Regions from separate parts of the Zea mays genome. Here region 1 is linked to region 2. Evidence: chromatin contacts called from public Hi-C data. All regions are on one chromosome and are shown on one strand. Each heading gives the region's core, a stretch centred on a gene start, on an enhancer-like site or on the middle of the called end of the contact. The rest is flanking DNA. Distances are from core to core; before and after follow the strand shown.

Evidence for each region. A called contact is a pair of places that touch in the nucleus more often than the background predicts.
Region 1: a Hi-C map of bundle sheath shows a contact between it and region 2, with 2.7 times the contacts expected there. The contact joins the enhancer-like site here to the promoter of LOC100276863 in region 2. A contact is called at or near these places in 3 of 25 Hi-C or Micro-C datasets (bundle sheath, endosperm and tassel).

Annotation. Positions count from the first base shown.
Region 1 is chr7:30,513,132-30,517,249 of Zm-B73-REFERENCE-NAM-5.0, forward strand. LOC100384384 reads left to right here. Exons shown (of 10, transcript XM_008653549.4): 5 at 974-1,192; 6 at 1,831-2,805; 7 at 2,893-2,988; 8 at 3,297-3,395; 9 at 3,966-4,118. Among protein-coding and RNA genes, the nearest start is that of LOC100191366, 14 kb to the right of the region's middle. Within about 2 kb of position 2,515, at least 5 of the 20 cell types and tissues checked have an H3K27ac peak or open chromatin away from gene starts, as enhancers often do. A contact at or near this core is called in bundle sheath, where this site is marked.
Region 2 is chr7:30,141,874-30,145,748 of Zm-B73-REFERENCE-NAM-5.0, forward strand. It overlaps LOC100276863, which reads right to left and starts at 1,659. Exons shown (of 1, transcript NM_001150567.2): 1 at 259-1,659. The coding sequence starts at 1,551. The coding sequence ends at 640.

The DNA.
Region 1 (4,118 bases), core at 1,265-3,764, 370 kb after region 2:
ACAGACCCCAGTACTGGAGGCTCTCACATAATAATGAAGGAAAATTAAAGCACACAGTTCTATGTGCTCCAAAATTTTGATTTTTCATCCTGTGCAAAGTCTGCTTTGAACTATACTTGCATACTATTGCATTAATGCATCAATAGACAAAGAAATCTTATACATTTGAGAAGCCAAAAGCTGAGATAATCCGTCTGAGTTGACAACTATCTAAACCAATACTTCTGAAAGTTCGGATTACTGAGTCACTTTTGTAATGGTTACTTCAAAGTAATTGCTAACAGTATAGCTACTTCTAAGTAACAATTACTAATTGTAATTCTCCGTTTTTTAGGTGATCCAGGTGTAGAACAGTACTTGTGTTAGATTAACAACCAATTTTCATAGAATATGTACTACTCGCAATCTCATGAAATTGATCTGCACACTAGAGTCGCAATGCTTGTACAGTAGTGCACGCCACCAACCAAACTACTGAAGTTATTTCCTGTTTGATGATTTAAATCTTTTGAGTCTTGATATGCGACTTCAGCCATTACTTCAACTTTATGTAACATCATGTCACTAGGATTTAGCAATAGTGTAGTGTTGGTAACTATTTTTAATGTCACATATTTTTTCTCTGAAAGGGAAGCAAAAGTTTTGCCGCTAGTTTATTAGGAAGAGAAAATAAAAACAAGTGTAAGCCCAGTTCTTTGAGTGGAAACTGGGTCCAGAAATCACATGCCTAATGACACATTTAGTGACTCATTTTTTTTGTATATTCAGTTTTTACTTGAAATATATAAATGTTGAAAAAAAATGGGATGCTTCACATATATAATGAAGCGTCAATTATGGTGGAAGTTTTAAAATATAGAAGTTTGAAATTGCATAGTAAAGACCCATCAATGTACTTTTCACTAGTACCTATCCTACTTCCCTTTTCATGGAAGCTAAGAGAAGATATCTTATGTAGTTTTGATGACTGCAGGTAAAACTTGCCTCAGAGTACTACTTCTACATGGAAACACAGACAGCACTAGCAGTTCCAGATGAAGATAACACTTTGGTAGTCTACAGTTCGTCACAGTACCCTGAACTTGCACAAAGTGTCATAGCAAGGTGCTTAGGTATTCCATTCAGCAACGTGCGTGTCATTACAAGAAGGGTTGGAGGAGGCTTCGGTGGAAAGGCATTCAGATCATTCCAAGTGAGAATAAACAAAGCTAGACCATAATACCCAAAATCTTCCATTTCATAAAATTAATTATTTTTAATATGAATTCTTTACCCTGGAGTATAATTTATTGTACTTTTGTACCTTTTTTTTAACTTGCGATGAGGTCTTTCCATGTTTAGACCTGGACTAGTGTCAATTTTTTTAATTCCTTATTATTCTTCAGTTAAGAGCTCTGTCCTTGGAAGTGCAAACTGAAAAAGGACATCCAAAGTTTACATTTATAGTACAGATGAGAAAGAAAATGTTATTCTGTTTTTTATAGATACGGCTTTAAATTTTGAGAAATTTGCAGTATGATGTTTGGTTATGTAGGAATCATGTTTTCTGAGGAAAGTCATTTAGGCCTAATGGACAATAAATCCATCTAACCATGTGCTTTTCCACCATGAAAATGCATCTAACCATGACTTTTATTTGGGCTTTGCAATAGAAAGACCCTTTGTAAGACCTCTAGCAACTATTTTAGACTTAATCTACTTAAGTTGACATATTTGGTATTTCCATCTCTGTGGTGATTGCATATGACAATCTGCTAACAGTATCATGAAACCATAAAGACCCAGTATACATCACTATCTGTTTCTTACATATGGTAAATGCTTGTGCAGGTTGCAACGGCAGCTGCACTTTGTGCGTACAAGTTACGGCGTCCTGTTCGAATGTACCTTAATCGCAACACCGATATGGTCATGGTTGGTGGTAGGCACCCAGTGAAAGCTCATTATACTGTCGGATTCAAGAACGATGGGAACGTTACGGCCTTGCATCTAGATTTATTGATTAACGCTGGGATATCTCCAGATGCGAGCCCCATAATACCAGGCACTATTATATCTAGTGTGAAGAAGTACAACTGGGGCGCTCTGTCATTTGACATCAAGCTCTGCAGAACGAACAACTCATCTAAATCCGTAATGCGTGCTCCTGGAGATACACAAGGCTCTCTAATCGCAGATGCTGTAATCGAGCATGTGGCGTCTGTCCTGTCACTGGATGCCAACAGCGTGAGGGAAAAGAATTTCCACACCTACGGTACTCTTCAGTCGTTCTACCCTGACAGCGCGGGCGAAGCTTCTACGTACACGTTGCATTCTATTTTTGATAGGCTGGTCTCAACTTCAAGCTACCTGGATCGAGCCGAATCCATAAAGGAGTTCAACAGCAACAGCAAGTGGCGGAAACGGGGCATCTCTTGCGTGCCCCTCATTTTCAAAGTGGAGCCAAGGGCGGCCCCAGGAAGGGTTTCCGTGCTCAAGGACGGCTCCGTAGTGGTGGAGGTTGGAGGAATCGAAATCGGGCAAGGTCTGTGGACCAAAGTGCAGCAGATGACCGCCTTCGCTCTGGGAAGACTGTGGCCCGATGCTGATGGCGGCGGCGAATGTCTTCTTGGGAGAGTGCGCGTTCTACAGGCTGACACCTTGAACTTGGTACAAGGTGGACTCACTGCTGGCAGCACCGCTTCTGAATCTAGCTGCGCAGCGACCCTCCAGGCATGCAATACGCTGTACGATAGGTTAAAGCTAGTCTTGGACAGGCTGCAGCAGCGATCAGAGAATGTCTCGTGGGATACCTTGGTTTCGCAGGCAAGCTTATCCTCCTCTCTAGTTCGTTCTCATCGCTTGCTATTTCCAGCGATCAGAAAAATGTCCTGTGGTGTTTCCATGATGCAGGCCTATGAAGACGATGTCGATTTGTCCGCGAGTGCGTACTGGGTACCTGGTCAAGCTTCTAACAAGTACCTTAACTACGGAGCTGGTATAAGCGAGGTGTGCGTCGAAATCCTCAAGACTAGTTTGATTACAACAGGCCGTTTGATTACAACAGGCCGGGGCAGCTAAGGGGGTGTTTGGTTTCTAGGGACTAATTTTTAGTCCCTACATTTTATTCCACTTTAGTTACAAAATTATCAAATATAGAAACTAAAACTTTATTTTAGTTTCTATATTTGTCAATTTATATACTAAAATGGAACAAAATGAAGGGACTAAACATTAGTCCCTAGAAACCAAACACCCCCTAAGTCATGTTTGGATGTCTTATAGGCGGATTGCTATTTCTATTCGAAATCGTGCAGGTGGAGATTGATCTTCTTACGGGAGCAATCACTATAATAAGGGGCGATCTTGTGTACGACTGTGGGAAGAGCTTGAACCCTGCAGTGGACTTAGGACAGGTTTGCTGTCGATCCTTTTATGCTTCATGCCTTAACCAATTTTAATTCTGAATGTAGTTCGTTCATTGATTTATAGAGTATATACCATGGTTTTGGACTGGATGAGGGTAATATAATTTGAGTACATGAGAAATATGAAGCGCATTTTTCTGTTAATTGTTTGATCTGTATTAGAGAGTTAACTTGTTGGGTGGCATTTTCAAATGAAAATGGGTTGACTGCTGGGAGTTTAATTTTATATCTGCAAACATTCAATCCATTGCAGGTATACTTTTGAAATGCTGCATGTTTCTTTTTTTGTCCTCGAACTGCATATGTTTAAAGAGAAATAATAGACCCTTACAACACAAGCCCCTTAAAAAAACGATCACCTGATACAAAATGACTGTATGCTTTCATATTTTGCAACATTCAGTCTTGGCGACGTTTGCAAACAATGTATCTCTTGTCAAGAGCTTACTCTGCCTTGTTGTGCTCCATACCGGTCTCTTGAACAAAATGAGTACAGCTAAATACTGGCACGGGTTTCGCAACATAGCTAGTGCCTTATCCATGGAATCTATGTTGCAGATCGAAGGCTCGTTTGTACAGGGAATCGGTTTCTTCGTATACGAAGAGTACACCACGAACAGCGACGGCCTGATGATCAGCAACAGCACGTGGGACTACAAGATCCCAAGCGTGGACATCATCCCGAGGCAGTTCAACGCCGAGGTGCTGAAC
Region 2 (3,875 bases), core at 409-2,908:
TTGATATATACAAGCTGAGAAGTGCAAGTTTCTGAACAAGAACTTGAGAGGCTAAGCAATGATACTAGCTAGCAGCTAGCAATAGCGTGGAACTCAAGGTGACATGCATTTTCGGAATAAACAATAATGATCTCACGTAATTTCAGGCTAACGGTAATACGAACCACAAACCAATCGATCAGTTGTAGAGAGATAGTAGTAAGTAGTAACACGTCGGGAAGGAATTCAGAAATGAAAATGAAAATAAAAGGCAATTCAGGATGTAATATCTGATATGTATTCGTTTGAGACAAGCAGTTCTTCAGACTTCCAAAGGACATTCAACAGGGCGAAATGAAAATGCCAAGCGAGTACTTAGACGACCAAGCTTATGAGAAGCCTATAGACGCGAGACAACTGCTACGAATCAACCCTCTACGACTACGATGGGCATCGAGCAGATCAGAACCCGGACGCGAGACACAGTTGCTACGAAGCAAACCTCTACGACGACTACGATGGGCATGAAAAGAAAGGGAGGAAGTAGAACACGGGGAACCTTCCGCTAGGCCGGCAGATGCGGTGAGATGGTTAGAGCAGCATGAAACGAACTGTGAGGCTATCAGGCTCGTGGATCGAAGTCCCAGCTGTACTTCTGACTCATCTCTGCGGCCTTCGGCTCCTGTTCCTGCGGGGTGAGGGCGTCGACGTTGACGGCGTTGACGTTGAAGGCGTCTCGGATGTTGGACTTGGAGGCGACCTGGGTCTGCTCTCTGCCGGTGGTATTGCCCTTGCGAGGTCGGCGGCGACCTTCAGGGCGATGGCGCCGGCGAGCCTATAAATTTTGAGGAAGGAGGAGGCGTTGAAGAGGTTGGAGAGCGCGCGAACGGAAAGGCGGTCGAGTAAGTCGCGGTCCCAAGCCTCGAGGGCCTCGGACGCCGCGGCTCTGTCGACTGCGCTGGTGGTGACTCCGGCGGCGGCCTCGGCCTCGGCGTGCTTGTTGCAGTACTCCAGCACCGTGACCAGGGTGGTCCCGTCGACGGTAGGGAGTATGACTCCTTTTGTGACGGTGACGTTGGTTTCTATGATGCCACGGAGAAGGCCCGACAGCCGTGCCGCCGCCTCCGACACGCGATGGACCTCCCCGTCCGAGCTCCTCAAGGTGATAAGCCTCCCGCCGGTCACATCATTCGCTTCCGCCGCCCCTATCTCCGCCTCCGAGGCCGCCACTGCATTCTCTTCCTGCGGCTGCACATTCTCCGCACCCGAGGCCGCCGCTGCCTTGTCTCCCTGCTCCGAGTCCGAGGGCGCCACTGCCTTGCCCTTGCCCCCCTGCTGCCCCTCCACCATCTTCACATTCCCCGCATCCAAGGGCGCCACTGCCTTGTCTCCCTGCTGCACCTCCACCATCTTCTCATTCTCCGCCTCCGAGGGCGCCACTGCCTTTTCCTTCCCAGTCTCTGCCTCCGATACCACCACTGCCTTCTCAAACTGCTCCGCCATCATCTTCTCCTTCTCCGCCTCCGAGTCCGATGCCGCCGTCGCTCCCTTCTTCTCTCCCACCGCATCCATCGCCCTCTCGCTCGCGGCTCGCTCAACGACGAAAGCCTTGCTTCGCTAGGCGCTCTCTCGGTGGGTGGGTGGGTGGGTGACGGGTGACCGAGTGGGCACGGCCCGAATGATCGAGTCGGCGGCGGGGTGGCGCCGCTTTATACACGCGCTCTACGGGCTCGGGCGGGGCGAGGCGTGTGCCTGCCAGGCTGGCCCCAGCCAATCCATCCATTTCTTCCAACTTTTTCTTTTTTGTTTTGGTAGAGTTTTTTTTCGTTCCAAACTTCAGGGCACCGATCGCCTTCTTTGGTGCAATGGTGCTGAGCTTCTCTCGGTCCAGTTGCCGTGAGTAGGAAGTCATTTTCGCCTTTCTTTTTTACTATATCGCCTTTTGTTTACTGATAAGTTTATAGCTGCGAAATATCCGATCCAAGGAAAAGAAAGCCACAAATATAGGTTTCTATAAGGACGGCTCAATACAGTACAGGCAGTTGCTATAGATCGAATCCAATGATGTTAAATTATGTCATTCAGAATTACGCCTATTCCATGGGGCATGAGACCAAGAAAACAGAAAGTAACGAAACTGAATCCTTTTTTAAATTAAAAAAAGCTAAAAATTCGCTCTCGAAAATAAACAAACTAAGAACATCTCCAAAAGGGATACTAAAGAAGGCTGTATTTTAAAATTTAGTGCTCCTGGCCAAAAAATATCCTCCAACAATGGCCCTATTTTTATAAAAATTTATCAAACGACCGTTCTAAATATAGTACCCAGTATATTGAAGCCATATCATCCTTTCTTCATAATCTACAATTATTTATTTTCTAATAACATGATTTATTTTCTAAATTGCATTATTTAATGTCTAACTACTAGAGTAAAAATCTATTTCCATATCCTAAACACTTTAAATATGGTTTTATTTTAATTTTAAGGTTTTATTTTAGAGCTCTTTGTTGGAGATGCTCTAAGAGCATCTACCAGAGTCTTTCTGAAGTTCACTCTCTAAATTATCAATAAAGAATTATTTGTATAAAAACCCACTTTGTATATCTTTTTAATCTCTAACGACTTTTCTATGTGTTGTTTGTACTTTAGAAGATAACTATATTTTAGATAACCATTTAAATAAGTTGTTGGATGGTATGTGTTTTTTCAAAAATTCTCTATTCATATCAATCAGGAACAATATAAAAAGTCTCTTAGAGTTTCTCTAACACGTCTAACAATATTGAACAAAGAAAATACTAGTTATTAGCTAATTAGCTAACAAGTATTAACTAAATTAAGGTATTTTTAGCCCAACTAGCCCAACAAGTATTAACCTTTGCTGAGGGTCGAAGGCAGGCACTCGGCAAAGAAGATTCTTTGCCGAGTGTCAGTTAGATGACACTCGGCAAAGACCTCTTTACCGAGTGCCTTTTTTTGGCACTCGGCAAAGTACATTTTTATTTTTTTAATTTTGGTAACCAAACTTTTTATGGTATGTTCCTACACTATGTAGACCTACATGTACCATTTTGGGACAAATAGAAAAGTGTTTTCTATAGCTAGTAGATTTAGTTCGTTTATTTGAATTTCTTCGGAAAATTCACATTTGAACTACAAGTCACTCGAAACTTGGAAAACCGTGCGTGCAAACATAATATCCATGCTATTTAGCACAAGTTACGACCGACTTCAGGAGCGGACCGGAAACTTCGAGCACCATGCTCACTCAACATGGCCGTGAACTTGCCATCCAGTTGTTTAAAAATTGTATAAAACACAAACAAAGCCAAAAAAACATGAAACTTGTCCACGTGTCATGATATCATATGTAGAGGCTGTGCAAAAAAATGAGAATGTTTCGAGAAAGTTGAGACGTACTATGTGTAGAAACCTAGGAGAACTACACATGAAATCATAGAGTTTCAATGTAGTTCTCCTAGGTTTCTACACATAGTACGTCACAACTTTCTCGAAACATTCTCAAATTTTTACCACAGCCTCTACATATGATATCATGACACGTGGACAAGCTTCAGGCACTCGATAAAAGTCGTCGATTCCGGTAGTTAATGGGCAAGTTAGCCATTTCTACATGTTTTGGTGATTGAATGTCTAAGACAACATCTTGGTCTAACTTGTGTGGTGTACGAGTAAAGGTTCACTATAATGTAATTTGAAGATTCTACGTCCAAATGAGCTTAAAAGAAATCAAGAAAGGCAACTTTGTGTAAAAGGGTAAAATTGTGAGGTTTGAACCTCAAGATAAGTTGCATTTGGCTATTACAATGTTTCTAGCACTTGGGTTTGCACTCGAAGTCATTTTGTAGAGAAAACTACTTTTTGGACTTAG